Linked DNA regions of Nothobranchius furzeri: region 2 is linked to region 1. The links are chromatin contacts, called in public Hi-C maps. All regions are on one chromosome and are shown on one strand. The core of a region is the stretch at or near the end of the contact, and the rest is flanking DNA. Distances in the headings are between cores, read along the strand shown. Region 1 holds the start of atp6ap2 (ATPase H+ transporting accessory protein 2). Region 2 holds the start of mid1ip1a (MID1 interacting protein 1a).

Region 1 (7,330 bases), core at 2,089-4,588:
CTTATACAGTGTTACTAACACATCATGTATGATCAACCTTTTCTGTGATCCAACAAATATTTGTTTTAATTAGAAGCACAAACACACCTGAACACAATATTTCACAATAAAAGCACAGCAGTTCTGCAAACGTGTGTTTTCAATATATACAGATAGATTTAATTTAATTTAAACATAACAAATCAACACCACAATGAAAACAAATATCACTCTTTCACAACATTAGGACATATTTTATCTTCATGAGGGAAAATAGATGCAGTCGCTAAAGAAACCAAGTTAGCGAGGAGGAATGATGAGAGCTGTGAAGCTGAGGAGAGGAAGTCTGTTCTAAACTCGGGACAGATAACATCGCTGTAGATACGTTTCAGGACCACTACTCTGATGTTAAAAAAAAATGTGTTCATATCATCAGCTCAGCACGTTAAGAAGGAAGGTGAAAGTATTCATCATGCTCTTCGTCCCATCCAACCGTCACACGTTTTCACTGCAGAAGACCTCAAACACACAAAACACAAACATTCACATAGGAGCTTCAAGGAGACACCGGGAGTGTTGGCGGTCAGGACTCAGTCCATCCTGATCTTCTGATTAGTCATCCTGTAGATGATGCTGTCATATCCAGGGTCCATGTTCCACAGATTGTAAGCGATGGCGATGACGGCGAGGGCCAGAGCGATCATCAGCCACAGCACAATGTTGAAGATGACAGCGTACTGAAAGCCGTACTTGTGGGCCAGGTTGTAAGGGCGGCCTGGGTTGCTCTGGAAACATTCAACAAGTCAAAGTGTCACCTATAGGAAGTCCCATATGAATCCCACTTAGCCCAACAAGTCCAAACAACCACATCTACTTGCCCCCATGCTTTATCTCACATGCAAACACGACACAGACAATTATTAATGAAGAAATAAAATGCTGTCAAAGACATTCAGAAATCCAGGAGTACCACGTTAAATATTTTAATGAATTAGAGCGACTATTTTAGGCATAATTAGATTTTTGTTTTTTTTTACCATTTTACTGAACCAGTGCAGAATTTTAAAGTCGACTTACAATCTGCTTAGATTCCAGGATTGAACGGGACTTCCTGATCAAAGGAGCCTCAAAGGTCTTCACTGTGACAACCTCCACCACGGCACCGTTGCCATAGAGACGATACATATCCTCCCCAAACTGTAATAAAAAAAATGTGGTTTATATCAGGTTAAAGTAAACAGTTAGGCAGCATCAGCTTCAGAGTCCTTACTTTCTGAAGGACAGAGGCTATGATGGAGGTGGCATCGCGGTACTGAGGAGAATCTGTGCCATAAAGCCGACTCAACTCCTCCAAACCAGAAAGCTCCAAGGAGTAGAGGTCAGGGGAGATGTCCTTGGCCAGATGTTTGTGTCTCTGTAGCTACAGAAGGGGGGGGGGGGGGGGGGGGGGGGAGTTTTTATCAAGACAAAAATAAAAGTTTCAGCCATGAATGATGACTTACCAGAGCGGTGATGTCATGCAGTACTTGAACCTCAGACAGGAAGAGCAGATCAGCCTGAAAACAAAATGAGTGTTGATTACAAAAACAAACAAAACAAAATTCTGCTGTTAGGAGAGGGATGCATCTCAAAATGTTAGATTTGGCGTCACGGCAGTCATCGACTAACTTCTGAATTCCTGCTGAGAGAATTGAGTGGAAGCGAGGTCAGCACGGAGCTGTCCTGCGACAGCCGAGCACGGATCTGCTGCAGGGTGACCGGCAGGTCCTCAAACACGGCATTGGCCTTGCCGAGCATGTAAAGTCGCTGAAAGGGAAAACAAAAGCTTAGGAATATGAGAAACATTTGCCTTTACAGTATTGCCCCAGAAATTTGTAGTTTCCTGTTGTACACTGGATTTGTTTTTACCTCCTCGCTGGGAGCCAGCTGCAGCACGACAGGGGTGTACTCAGCAAACAAAGAGTGAACAGTCTCTGCAACACTGTCCAGGGTAAAGGGTACCGGCTGGAAGAGAGAAGATAACTCTAAACTCAATATTAAGCTAGAATTTCACATTTCTGGTGTTGGTCTGACTTACGTTCTCCAGGGGGTACGAGGCAACGCTCTGAGGAAAGGACAAGCTGTCGACTCCTCTCACTACCACAAGCACGTTAGCTCGAGGTCGCTGGAATAAAGGACCAGCCTGAAGGCCGGGCCAAGTCAAATCCTGTGTGAATAATAAAAAAATAAATAACCACGAGCCCTAAATAAAACTGGACAGAAATGACACACACATGAGATGGTAAATAAAGCACCTCTTGAATAGAGAAGCCCATGGTAAGAGCCACCAGGTCGGGGATCTTCGTCCCAGATACCGGCCAGTCCCCTTTCTGGAAAGACACAAACTCTGGTGCTTGCAACACCGTAAGGCTGTCTCCAAGGACACCTGCGGGACAAAAGCAAAAATAACTACAATTTTCCCACAGGGACAGACTTGATCCTTAGACTGTTATATTATCTCCTAACCAATTGTGTATTAGATCACATTTGTTCATGAAAAGTATCTTAAATGAGGTGGATCATATTTTAGAAAGTCAAGCGAATGAGTATAACCTCAAATTACATATTTTTAGTATATTTTCCGAGTATTGTGACCTTAAAAAGGTTATAACAAGCGTCCTAGTAATATGTATGACAAAAATAGAGCTTAATCATGACCAGCCCGTATGGAAGAATCCACTCGTGACTAGAGACAACAGGGATGCGAGTCAATAAAGAGGAACTAACTAGTCACGTGACAAAGCTGAACATTTCGCTATGTACGAAGAAATTACAATTATTTTTTGGCGATTTAGATTACTTTAAATGTCGCTTGACAATTTGTGAGAAAAAACAAATACACATTCACTGTTGGTTCTAAAGTTAGCTGCAAGCTAATCTCCAGCTGTTAGCACTGCTATTATGAGCAAAGCTGTTATTATTCTCAGCGATCCGGCACTACGACCCTTTTTGTTTATTATTATCTTTAAAACATTCATAGTTATATCTACGCAACACTAAAACACACAGGCAGACAAAATGTCAGAGTAAATGAATGCTAACAACGCTAACTGGACTGTATTTGGTCATTGAATGATTAAACTCCTAAAGGAAGCGACGACAAAAGGGTTAGTTATAATAGAGTACACAAATGTTAATAAGAGTTTTAGTTGTCGTGCAGTTCCTACCGGTGAGGACACAAAGGACTAAAACCATAGAGTTAAATGTAGCCTCCATCCTTCGGCAGTTCTTCAGCGACATCTTTCTCCTTGTATGTCGGTCAGCTGACGCTATGTGCAGCAAAGCATTGTGGGAGTTTGTGACAGAGTAGCTAAGCTTACCGCTACATAGTGGACAAACCGCTTGTTAATGTTCGATAAAAGCTAAAAAAAAGAGATTTATGACTATATTTCTTTAAATTAACTGTGTTAGGTTTTAGACGTTTAAGACATTATTTATTCGCGATTTTCCTTGAAGGTGCAGTGGGTTTTTTATTTGTAATGTCACTACATCACCACAAAAGGGCGGCAGATCTGACCACAACAGAAACCAAAGATCAAATAATCTCAAGATAGTTCACCGTCTGTCGTCTCTTGTCTGTGTCCTCATCAGCGGCCTTCTTTTTCAAGGCTTTAACCTCTTGGTAGCACACAACTGTAGCAAAGCTGCTGCTCAACTGATAAACCCTGTTCATCTGTTCTACATGCAAAGACAACAAACCCCAGTTTGGTAACAGAGTCCCATCACCAGCCTGAATCTGCCACACACACACACACACACACACACACACACACACACACACACACACCCTATTCTTTGGATCACATGATGCTCTCATGTGAGTGCAATACAGACTGTATCAAACACACATTTATTAAAAAATTAAGTGGAAGAGTGTTTTGTTTTAAGGCAGAAATTTATTATGTTAATATTGCAACTTTTTCTTCCCAGTGAAATTTACATTAGCTTTGTGATTTGATTTGTGTGGTTCCTTCTGTACTATCTTGGTCCAAAATAACTCTGTTTGTAAAACCAAAGTAATTTAAAGTATATTTCGTTTGATTTAACTGCAGAAAATCATGAGATGTTTCTTATTGTCATGGTAATATAATTTTATTTATGAATTTAATTTAATTGAATTGGGTTTGACTGTGGATTGGTGTTGTTGTAATGTCACAGGTTTGCCACAAGATGTCAGCATTGTATTTCTTTTCCCCTAAACCAGCTTCATTTCGAAATTACAATATTTAAATCTTCCTTTACAACAGCATCTCTGCTGCTTAAAAATAAGCAATTGCATTTGAAATTATTTAGCTCTTCAACATAAAAGTAAATATTTGTCCTGAATTTAGCCATGGCCTGTTTATCTGGATCTGAAATTTTGACATTGGCAGCTAATCCTGCTAACACAGAGCAGATGTGACTATGGTTTAGCCTCCATGTGCTTTATTTCTGTGACACAGATCGACTCTCGTCTGCTGTAGCTTTTTTATCCAAATATTCACTGACTGAATGCAGACTTTCATGAGAGAGGAGGAAAGAATGCTCGAGCTGTGCAGCCAATCATTGTTGGGTGAGTCCTGTGAGCCCAATCAAAGCTCATTACATGCATCTAGTCAACTCCAAGTGCCCACCATGAAGAGTTCACACAGGTCATGCTTTACAAAAAGCTGTTTAGGAAGGCACGAGAATCTCTGCAAGACGGAAAAAAGGCCTCAAACCATTGCTCATGTGTGTGTTTAAAAGTGTTAGTTTGAAAAGTTTTATTTTTGTTATTACAAATAAATCAGGCACATTTGACTGACTTTAATAAAGAAGAAGATACTGTTTATTATTATGTAAATTCATGCAGAACGGTCAAGGAATAAATTGTTTTACAAATATTGTGGAGCAAAAAAGTATTTAGTCAGCCACAGATTGTGCAAGTTCTCCCACTTAAAATGATGACAGAGGTCAGTAATTTACATCATAGGTACACTTCAACTGTGGAAAACAGAATGTGAAAAAAAAAAATCCATGAATTCACATGGCAGGATTTTTAAAGAATTTATTTGTAAATCAGGGTGGAAAATAAGTATTTGGTCAATAACAAAAATTCAACTCAATACTTTGTAACATAACCTTCGTTGGCAATAACAGAGGTCAAACGATTACTATAGGTCTTTACCAGGTTTGCACACACAGTAGCTGGTATTTTGGCCCATTCCTCCATGCAGATCTTCTCGAGAGCAGTGATGTTTTGGGGCTGTCGCCGAGCAACACGGACTTTCAACTCCCTCCACAGATTTTCTATGAGGTTGAGGGCTGGAGACTGGCTAGGCCACTCCAGGACTTTCAAATGCTTCTTACGGAGCCACTCCTTTGTTGCCCGGGCGGTGTGTTTGGGATCATGGTCGTGTTGGAAGACCCAGCCACGTTTCATCTTCAAAACTCTCACTGATGGAAGGAGGTTTTGACTCAGAATTTCACGATACATAGCCCCATTCATTCTGTCCTTAACACGGATCAGTCGTCCTGTCCCCTTAGCAGAAAAACAGCCCCAAAGCATGATGTTCCCACCCCCATGCTTCACGTATGGTGTTCTTGGGATGCAACTCATTCTTCTTCCTCCAAACACGACGAGTTGAGTTTATACCAGAAAGTTCTACTTTGGTTTCATCTGACCACATGACATTCTCCCAGTCCTCTGCTGTATCATCCATGTGCTCTCTGGCAAACTTCAGACGGGCCTGGACATGCACTGGCTTCAGCAGCGGAACACATCTGGCACTGCAGGATTTGATTCCCTGCCGTTGTAGTGTGTTACTGATGGCGACCTTTGTTACTGTGGTCCCAGCTCTCTGCAGGTCATTCACCAGGTCCCCCCGTGTGGTTCTGGGATTCTTGCTCACCGTTCTCATGATCATTTTGACCCCACGGGATGAGATCTTGCATGGAGCCCCAGATCGAGGGAGATTATCAGTGGTCTTGTATGTCTTCCATTTTCTGATAATTGCTCCCACAGTTGATTTTTTCACACCAAGCTGCTTGCCTATTGTAGATTCACTCTTCCCAGTCTGGTGCAGGTCTACAATTCTTTTCCTGGTGTCCTTCGAACGCTCTTTGGTATTGGCCATAGTGGAGTTTGGAGTCTGACTGTTTGAGGCTGTGGACAGGTGTCTTTTATACAGATAATGAGTTCATACAGGTGCCATTAATACAGGTAACGAGTGGAGGACAGAAAAGCTTCTTAAAGAAGACGTTACAGGTCTGTGAGAGCCAGAGATTTTCCTTGTTTGAAGTGACCAAATACTTATTTTCCACCCTGATTTACAAATACATTCTTTAAAAATCCTGCCATGTGAATTCATGGATTTTATTTTCACATTCTGTCTCTCACAGTTGAAGTGTACCTATGATGAAAATTACTGACCTCTGTCATCATTTTAAGTGGGAGGACTTGCACAATCGGTGGCTGACTAAATACTTTTTTGCCCCACTGTAATATGAGCTTGAATGATATAAATCCCCTCAATGCTCTCTGGATTGTCTTACTATGACTTTCAGTCCCAAAACAGATGCAAGTGCAGGTGTAATGACATCACACCAGCATGCATAGACACACGGTGCTGAGGGACAGTGGGTATTCTTGTGTTTTCAACTGCAGAAACATTATGGGGTTTTGTGCAAATTATAAAAAATTACTTCAAAAGATCTGGGTTGCTTCCTTTTGGGGCAGCTGTAGCTCAGGAGGTAGAGCGGGTTGTCCAGTAATCGGAAGGTTGCAGGTTCTATCCCGGCTCCAACCAAAGAATGCCGCTGTTGTGTCCTTGGGCAAGACAGCCCACCTTGCCTGCTGGTGGTGGCGGTCAGAGGGACCGGTGGCGCCTGCGCTCAGCAGCCTCGCCTCAGTCAGTGCACCCCAGGGCAGCTGAGGCTGCATCGTAGCTCATCCCCACCAGTGTGTGAATGGGTGAATGACTGTTGTGAAGTGTCTTGGGGGGTTGTAGAAACCTAAGAAGGTGTTATACAAATACAGACCATTTACAAATTGTGATACTGCAATAAATAACTGACACCTGTCCAGTGTGTGTTGAGAATCACCCCCAGCTTCAACAGCAGTGTTTTTAAAAGTAACAGATTTGGCTATTCTTGTGTAGTTGGGTCCATCTTGAATGGGACCGACTCCAAAATGTCATTAAAATCCACCCAGCAGGTCAGGAGATATCCTCTCAAACACAAACATTTTTATCTTCAACTGAAACTTTGGGTTTAATTACTCAATAGTTTTATTCTGACCAGCAACAGCAAAGAAGTCAGACTGAATGTTTTTTGCAGCGTTGTCCACTAGAGG
Region 2 (7,330 bases), core at 3,270-5,769, 180 kb after region 1:
AAAAATGTTTCAGAATGTCAGGACCCTAGAAAGCCAGGACTTAATTAACGGCTAGCTTTAGCATTCGGTAGCTTTATAAAATTTACTATAATCGTGAGTGTCAAATATCCACGGAGATTAATGGCGCCCCCAAGGGGTGGCCATGGCCACCCCTAGAAAATTGCTGGCCTCCCCAGCAAAAGCCAGTGTTAATAAATTATGTTAATGTTCACTCAAACCATAAATTGATCTTCTAATCAATCTAATAAATTGATCTTATTTATTCAAAACATAAAAATGATACAATAAATGAGCAAATAAATGAGCTGAATAAAAATAAAATACAAATGTTTCTGCTGCTCACCATTGAAAAAATGAATTAAACTAAAACAATTACATTAAAAAAATAAACAACATTTTAAATAACTAAAATTTATTTTACTGAAATGTTTGCGTTTATAAAATTAAAGTTAAAGAGCAAGTCACCCCCAAATCAACTTTAAATGCTTGTCTAATCATGCTGCAAACACGTGTAGTCAATAGTTTTGCACTTTAGTGAATTTTAGTTAAAATTTTAATTTTCTGCCTAAAACTGTCAGTGTTGTGCCATTGTCAGGTAAAAACTCTGCACTGCATTTGAATTTAAATCTGCCATTGCTATTGGCTAAGAGGTACCCTAGAACGTTAGCTGGTACCATATGATGTCACAGTGTCGTTGTGAGCCTGTGTGTGTGTGTATTTGTTATCTCAGCCTTCTCGGTCTGCTAGGCAACAGCATTTTTCAAACAGGAAGTGGGAGTTGGGTAAGAATCTGTTAGGGGTGACTCGCTCTTTAAATGTTTTGGATACTGTTATTTTTAAAATAAAAACAAATAAAGGAGCAATGCAACACATCGCCACAGGCTAAACTCTCCCAGAGTTACCACAAGGACCAATTTGGTGTGCCACCCCAAAAATTTCTTTGGCCCTGTCTGGCCACCCCTATCAAAATTTTCTGGAGGCGCCCATGATGGGGATACACTAAGATTTATATAAAGTGGCCTTTTTATTCTCTCATCTAATGTAGTCCGTCTAAAAGGAATGTAACTGCAAAGGAAACTTTGCATGAATAAGATTGATAGTGTCTTTCAGTTCCGTGTGTGCAAGGAAAAAAAGAGAGAATGAAATGTGAAAGTGGGTGTGTGGCACTCTGTTGGCTTATTGTGTTGGTAAAAGCCCAGCTGCACCCAATGTCACTATGAATCAGCCAGACTACAATGAATGAAATCCGTTATTTTTTGCTTTTGTTCATGGCGAGGCGTTACATAACACTACACATCTGCAGACACAGAAATTAATCTTTTTCCCTCTTTTTAACACTTTTTTTTACTTTGAGTTGTAATCAAACCACACATGGAGTGTTGTCAATCCAAGACCTGAAAGCAAAAAGTGCTACTAGATCTTTCACAAATGCTCTTTCACTTCTTATAATAGAAAACAAACTGGGATTTTCTGTAGTTTCTGTGGTTCAACCTGAAACTGAACAGACAACCAGCATTCCTTAACCTGCAGGGACATCTCAATCCAACTCTTCTCAGCATTGTTTGGTGACTGGGATCAGCTTAGATTCACACATTGATGGTGTTATGTGCAAATCCTGATTGCTTTTCTCCTCAAAATGCAGATAATACAACAGGATTGAGATATTTAAGAAGATTTTTAACCAAAGAATAAACAGCTGATGTCATTCTGTTGCTGTTTTGGCTCTAGAACCACCATGCACTGCAACTTGTTTTAGGAAAAATAGAAACCAAACTTATTTTTAAAACTGATCTGGTTATTCATACTGTCATTGAAAAATAATTTAACTAAGAAATTAAATCTCTTAAACACAAAAAAATATGTCATGTTTTGGAAACCAATCATCATATATTTTCTTTTCATTTTTAAGTTTGAATTGTTAAGAGTCTATAGAGAGAATCTTGTTTAGTTATGAATATCAGTATGTTTTATACATTTTAGAGCATTTGCATTTCAAATATTTTCTTTTGCACCAGTACATCAAATTTAATGACCACTGCTCAATCAGTTCCTTATTTTTAGTGTTTACAAATCTCAGATGTATTCTTATATACGTGGAAGTGAAAGAAAATGCATGTCAACATTTGTATTTTGCACACTTATGTGATGACAAAGGAAACAGCACTGCTCAGTCATTTGCACAAAACTTTGAATTAACAGGGGTGCCCAATCCTGGTCCTGGAGGGCCGGTGTCCAGCACATTTTACATTTTAGTTGTTCCTCTGTTCTAACACACTTGATTCAGTGGTTGAATCACCTAAGCAGCAGCTCATCAGGCTCTGCAGAAGCCTGTTAATCACCTGCTGATTGAAATCAGGTGTGCTGAACTAGGGTTAAAACTAAAACATAATGGAAACCGGGACCAGGATTGAGAGCAAGTTTGGAAAAATGTTTCAATTTGACATGTTTTTCCTGCAAAAGCATTTTTGAAACACATTGAATTTGTTCAGAAAGTTTCACACAAATGTTTCAGATAACACAACTTGTTTGGCAGCATTTCTGTGTAGATCTTTGATTTGTTTCAGTTTTAGTTTGATAAAATTGACACCAGAGGAATTCACATCCATCTAACAAATCCCAAAATATATTTGACTACTTCTATTTCAGTTATGCATTGGATTTTCATGTTTTGCAAAACACCACTATTGCATGATTTTTTGTTTACCTGCAACTACACACCTGGTTTAAATCAATGGGTGATTTACAGGATAGAGGATGTGTTGAGGTGATTTTGTCTTTGAATAAGGGGTGTTGGAGCAGCTATGCAAAGCAGGAGTCTCTTGGATCTTATATTTAAAACAGTATAGTTCTTCCACTGTTTTATCAGTAAATGACAACTGTGTAAAAAGTGACAACACCAAAAAGGACATTTGTATAAAAGTTTATTGGAGAAACATCAGTAAAAAACACTGCAAAAAGTGCATTTTTTTAAAGTAATTTCTTGTTTTGACAGATGGACCTATAATACCAAGCAGGCTAAATGACAACAACAACAAAGACATCATCTCCTGGAAATCCTCACTGTCCTCCTTGCAGAAGATGAGTTTATTCCAGTTCATTGACCATGTAGGACACGAGATCATCGACGGATGCGACGAGCATCTGCCTCCTTACAAGCAAAAATAAAACACCTCAGATAAAAAGAAGCAGAGGGACAAATCCATGTGAACACACCGACATCATCACCATCACAAATAAAGGATGCAGAATCTTGTGTCAGTATTCCCCCTCTCTCTCCTCAGATGGGGGTGGCTCAAACGTCTGGATCGAACACCTTCTCCTTTTCCTGAGGCATTATAGTCTCTTGAACGTACATTGTGAGGTAATAAATAGCATTAAATAGAGGCTTAAATAAGTTTTATCTGACAGGACCTGAATGCTAAACAAGTTGGGAGTGCAAACGACAAGTTCAGTGGTGACACCAACACACCGTGCAGGCCTGAGATGGAGCTGTTGTTCACTGCCACTTAAATAATTGCTCATGAATATCATCAGCAGCAACAGCACAGACACGGCTGAAGGAGTAGAAAAAGGCTCAAGTCAGTGGGAGGGAAACCCAGCTTCTGTGCGTTTTCACTGGCCCCATCCTCCGATGCCAATCTCCTTCTTGTAGCGTTTGGTTAGGGAGTTGGCCTGCTGCGTGAGTTTGGACAGCACTCCCTGCAGCCCAGTCAGGTGGAACTGAAACTGCTTCTCCAAGTCCTCGTCGTCCTCCTCTTCCTCTTCCTCGAATGACAGTGATGAAGCGGAAGACGCGGTGGATGAGGTGGACGCGGAAGAGCTTGAGCGCGTGCGCCCCTCGTCCACCGATGCGCACCGGACCCCCCACTCGATGTCCGTGCGGATGGACTTGAGCAGCTGGTAGTAGCTGTACATGTCCCCCTCGTCCATGTCCGACTTCAGAGAGGCTACCTCTTTGTCCTCGTCTAGCGGGACGTCCCGTAGCAGGCTGGGAACCATGATGGTCTGGTCCATGTTGTTTACCGCGCCGATGAAGCGGTTCATGGCGTTGAAGAGGGAGTTCTTCTGGTTGGGGGTCTCTGGGAGCTGCATCATCATTTTGCTTTTAGTTTCTTTCTCTCAGTTCTTGTTGAGTTGAAAGAAGTGCGTCTTCGTTGGTGTTGCTTCCCTTGACTGCGGTGCTGACTTCCTTATATACGTACAGGGCTACAGGTGGAGCGAGCGGCAAAGGCGGGGTTCCAGAAACTTGTTTAGCGAGTTTCGGCAAGTGTAACCGGACACAAATGACCTGAAGTGACACACAGATAGGAACAGATGAGCACAAAGATCTGGGACGTTTTCTGGATGAGGAGAGACCGCCAGCGGGTAGCTGCAGGGCAAAAACACAGTTTAACATCGCAAAGTTTTCTACTCACCGAGCAGAAACTGGAGTCTGTTCTTTGATTTCTCTTCCGGTGAGAGACTCCAGCATTTCTCACATTCTGTTCTGATGAGCAAAACCGCTGATGGGCGTAGGTGTGAAGAATTTGCATGAATATTCATCCAGAGAGTCATCGGCCCACTGTTCCGGCCTCTGATCAGCCAATCAGAGGCCGAGGATGGCTTTGGGAGGGCGTGGTCACACACAGAAAAAAAAAAGATGCCGGCTGCACACGATGCTGCACACAGGGCAGTTCTCAAGGTTTGAAAAAAAAAGTTCACCTGTGAACTTAGAAAGTTCAGATAGAAGTTATCTAATGTCATCAAGATCAGATCCCTGTTATGGTTTTGCTCTGAAGAAACAGTCACGTAGGGCTGCAGGTGAGAAGGCACACTTTAAACCACGTTTTGTCTAATTCATGGTGGCATGGCAATAGGTTTTATATTAATGCTCGAGAATTTTCAGGATGTACTGTTCAGAAGAAGCAAGAGGTGGACCAATGAACCAGGACTTCTGCAATAATGAGGGGTTTGATCCAGTCTGTCCTGGGTCCTGGACTTCCTATTTCCTGCTCCATCCAGGTTTCAAATCTCATCAATGACCACAAGATTTGTTTAGATCATGAGCAAAACTCCCAGGCTCATGAAAAGTAAATATTCTACTGCAGGCACTACTAAAGCACAAATAAAAACCTTTAAAGGGTTTTAGAAAAGTCTCAGAAATATGTCTAAGGTCACTTGTACACACTACAATTGTGGCTCCTTTAAAAATGTGGAACACTCATTTAATCAATACATTTGTAGTGGTCTCTAGTAGGAATGAATGCTTTGTAAGTATTTCTCGGAAAGGGGAGAAAAAACACCGGCGCACCAGAAACTAGAAGTGAGCTTTTTTAAAATGCTTTTTTATATCTTTACAATTTTTATATTTTTTGTTTTTGTGAAGCGCCTCGTGATTTTTATCTAGAGAGGCGCTATAGAAATGATATTTTCTTCTTCTTCTGAGCCACATCACAGCTGAGCTTCAGATGGAAAGGTTTGGGGTGTTTCTCAGTGCCAAGGAACCTCGCCTTGATGCCTTGCCCTGCCTCGGTTGCCTAGGAGATACGTCATCAGGAGCCACCAAGACGTGTTCCAATGTTCATGTTCTACCGAGGCGTGTGTTCTCCGCTTGTTAGCCGTTTAGCTAGCTGAGCAAGAGGTGTCTTGTAGCCTAGCCTTGGTCAAAAATTACCCACAATACACAGCAGTATTTTGAAAAGGATGGCGGATCAAAAGTCGGCAGCTACTTCGGGGGCAAATTTCAAGTTTAAAAGTAAGTCAACTAATTTAAAATGTTTTTTTAGATCCAAAGAAGTTATCTATTGTTGCTTATAAGTTGCAGCTTCGGTGGCTAGCGGGTAGAAACTCTCTTAAATATTAAACTTAACAAATATATACACAATTTAAAAAGTAAAAGGCTCGTTATATATTTATATTGAAACAAATACATATAAAATATAATGTTATATCCCGTGTCGCGTGCTGTTACGTGACCGCCATGGAAGCCTCGGTCACATGATGCAAGTCTGTTCCATTTAACCGCTTTCTTTGACCAAGGAAGGACAGTGTCCTCGCAAGTAAGGCACCTGGCCTCGCAAGACATCTCCTGGCAAGACCAGGCGCCTTGACATTGAACACCCTTGGAGTCTTATTTCCTGATATTTGGACATCTTGCCCCAGATTGGGTAACAGCAACGCGACCACTGACTTGCAACACTGATGTTTCATCTCCACAAATAACACAAGTTTGGAGGTGTTCTGCAGTGTGGTGAAGTTGCTAATGCTAATGGTTAGCTTGTACTAGCCAAAATGTTCCTGCTGTTTCCTGGACGCCAATCCAACAACAGCCTTCCCCTTTGCGAGTGAAGATGGGAGAGTCCATGAATGTTAAGTGATTGTGTGACGTAGATAAGTCAGACTTTTCGAATCCTAGAGTTTCACCGTCTAATTTCTATCAGAAGCTAATGCAGGAGATAGGTGTAGGAGACTTGTTCTGCTCAGCTTTCATGAAAAACTTAGCGACCAATAACAATCAGAATTAAGATTAAAAAAATATTTTTGCAGTGTTTGATACCTTAAATCAAAAATTCAGTTGATGTAACATGTAATGGAAATATTACAGAAGGACGTGTTTGCGTTTTAAACTCTCATTTGCAGAAGTTAATGTATTTAGTTGTTTCCTTTCTGTGACTCTTTCATCCATAGAGGTTAAAAAAACTGACTAGTTTTATGTTACACCCCAAACCAAACTGTTGCACCAGACAGGTCCCTGCAGCGAGGCTGGACAGCTGATGTCCTCCCCACCCCCAGCTGCTGCCGGTAAGCACGGGCTACTCCCACGTGTCTCCTGCAACAGAAATAACCTAACAACAGTACTCCGTACAGCGTACTGGGGGGATTCAGGCTGAAATTTGAGCTTTGGTAAACACTTCTTGTCAAAGTGACACAGTAGAAAGGTGTTTATCCATATGTATGGTGTTAAATCAAAACATGTTAGGCACATAGAGTGCTCGCTGACCCTTGAAATGGGTCAGCAGTATGTTAGGGGGATGAGCTCTAGGGAAGAACACAGGTGGCCTGACTGAAATTGTGCTCGGGGCACAGGCTGTTCCATATGCAAGAAAATGAATCAGTGTTCAAACATTGTTACCAGGCAAGAATGAGGGGAGGGAATGCATGCATAGATGGAAAAACCTGCCAGGTGAGTTTCTCCCTTTGTGCGTGAGCCTCGACTACCTTCTATTTCTGCCTTTTGGCATCACTTGTCTCTGAGTTTTTTACAAACTGTTTCAGAGCTGCTGCTCCAAAGCCTAGAGCCATAGAAAAGAATCATAGAAAGAACACATCATCATCAGCAAACAATAAAGAA

Evidence for each region. Hi-C and Micro-C count contacts between places; a contact is called where the count stands out from the background.
Region 2: a Hi-C map of skeletal muscle shows a contact between it and region 1, with 9 times the contacts expected there. The contact joins the promoter of mid1ip1a here to the promoter of atp6ap2 in region 1. A contact is called at or near these places in 2 of 2 Hi-C or Micro-C datasets (skeletal muscle and tail fin).

Annotation. Positions count from the first base shown.
Region 1 is chr14:27,618,646-27,625,975 of NfurGRZ-RIMD1, forward strand. atp6ap2 (ATPase H+ transporting accessory protein 2) reads right to left here and starts at 3,339. Exons shown (of 11, transcript XM_015966079.3): 1 at 3,186-3,339; 2 at 2,274-2,404; 3 at 2,057-2,185; 4 at 1,888-1,983; 5 at 1,648-1,785; 6 at 1,482-1,535; 7 at 1,250-1,399; 8 at 1,057-1,176; 9 at 1-764. The coding sequence starts at 3,258. The coding sequence ends at 570.
Region 2 is chr14:27,793,578-27,800,907 of NfurGRZ-RIMD1, forward strand. It overlaps mid1ip1a (MID1 interacting protein 1a), which reads right to left and starts at 4,520. Exons shown (of 2, transcript XM_015966075.3): 1 at 4,416-4,520; 2 at 2,905-4,288. The coding sequence starts at 4,098. The coding sequence ends at 3,613.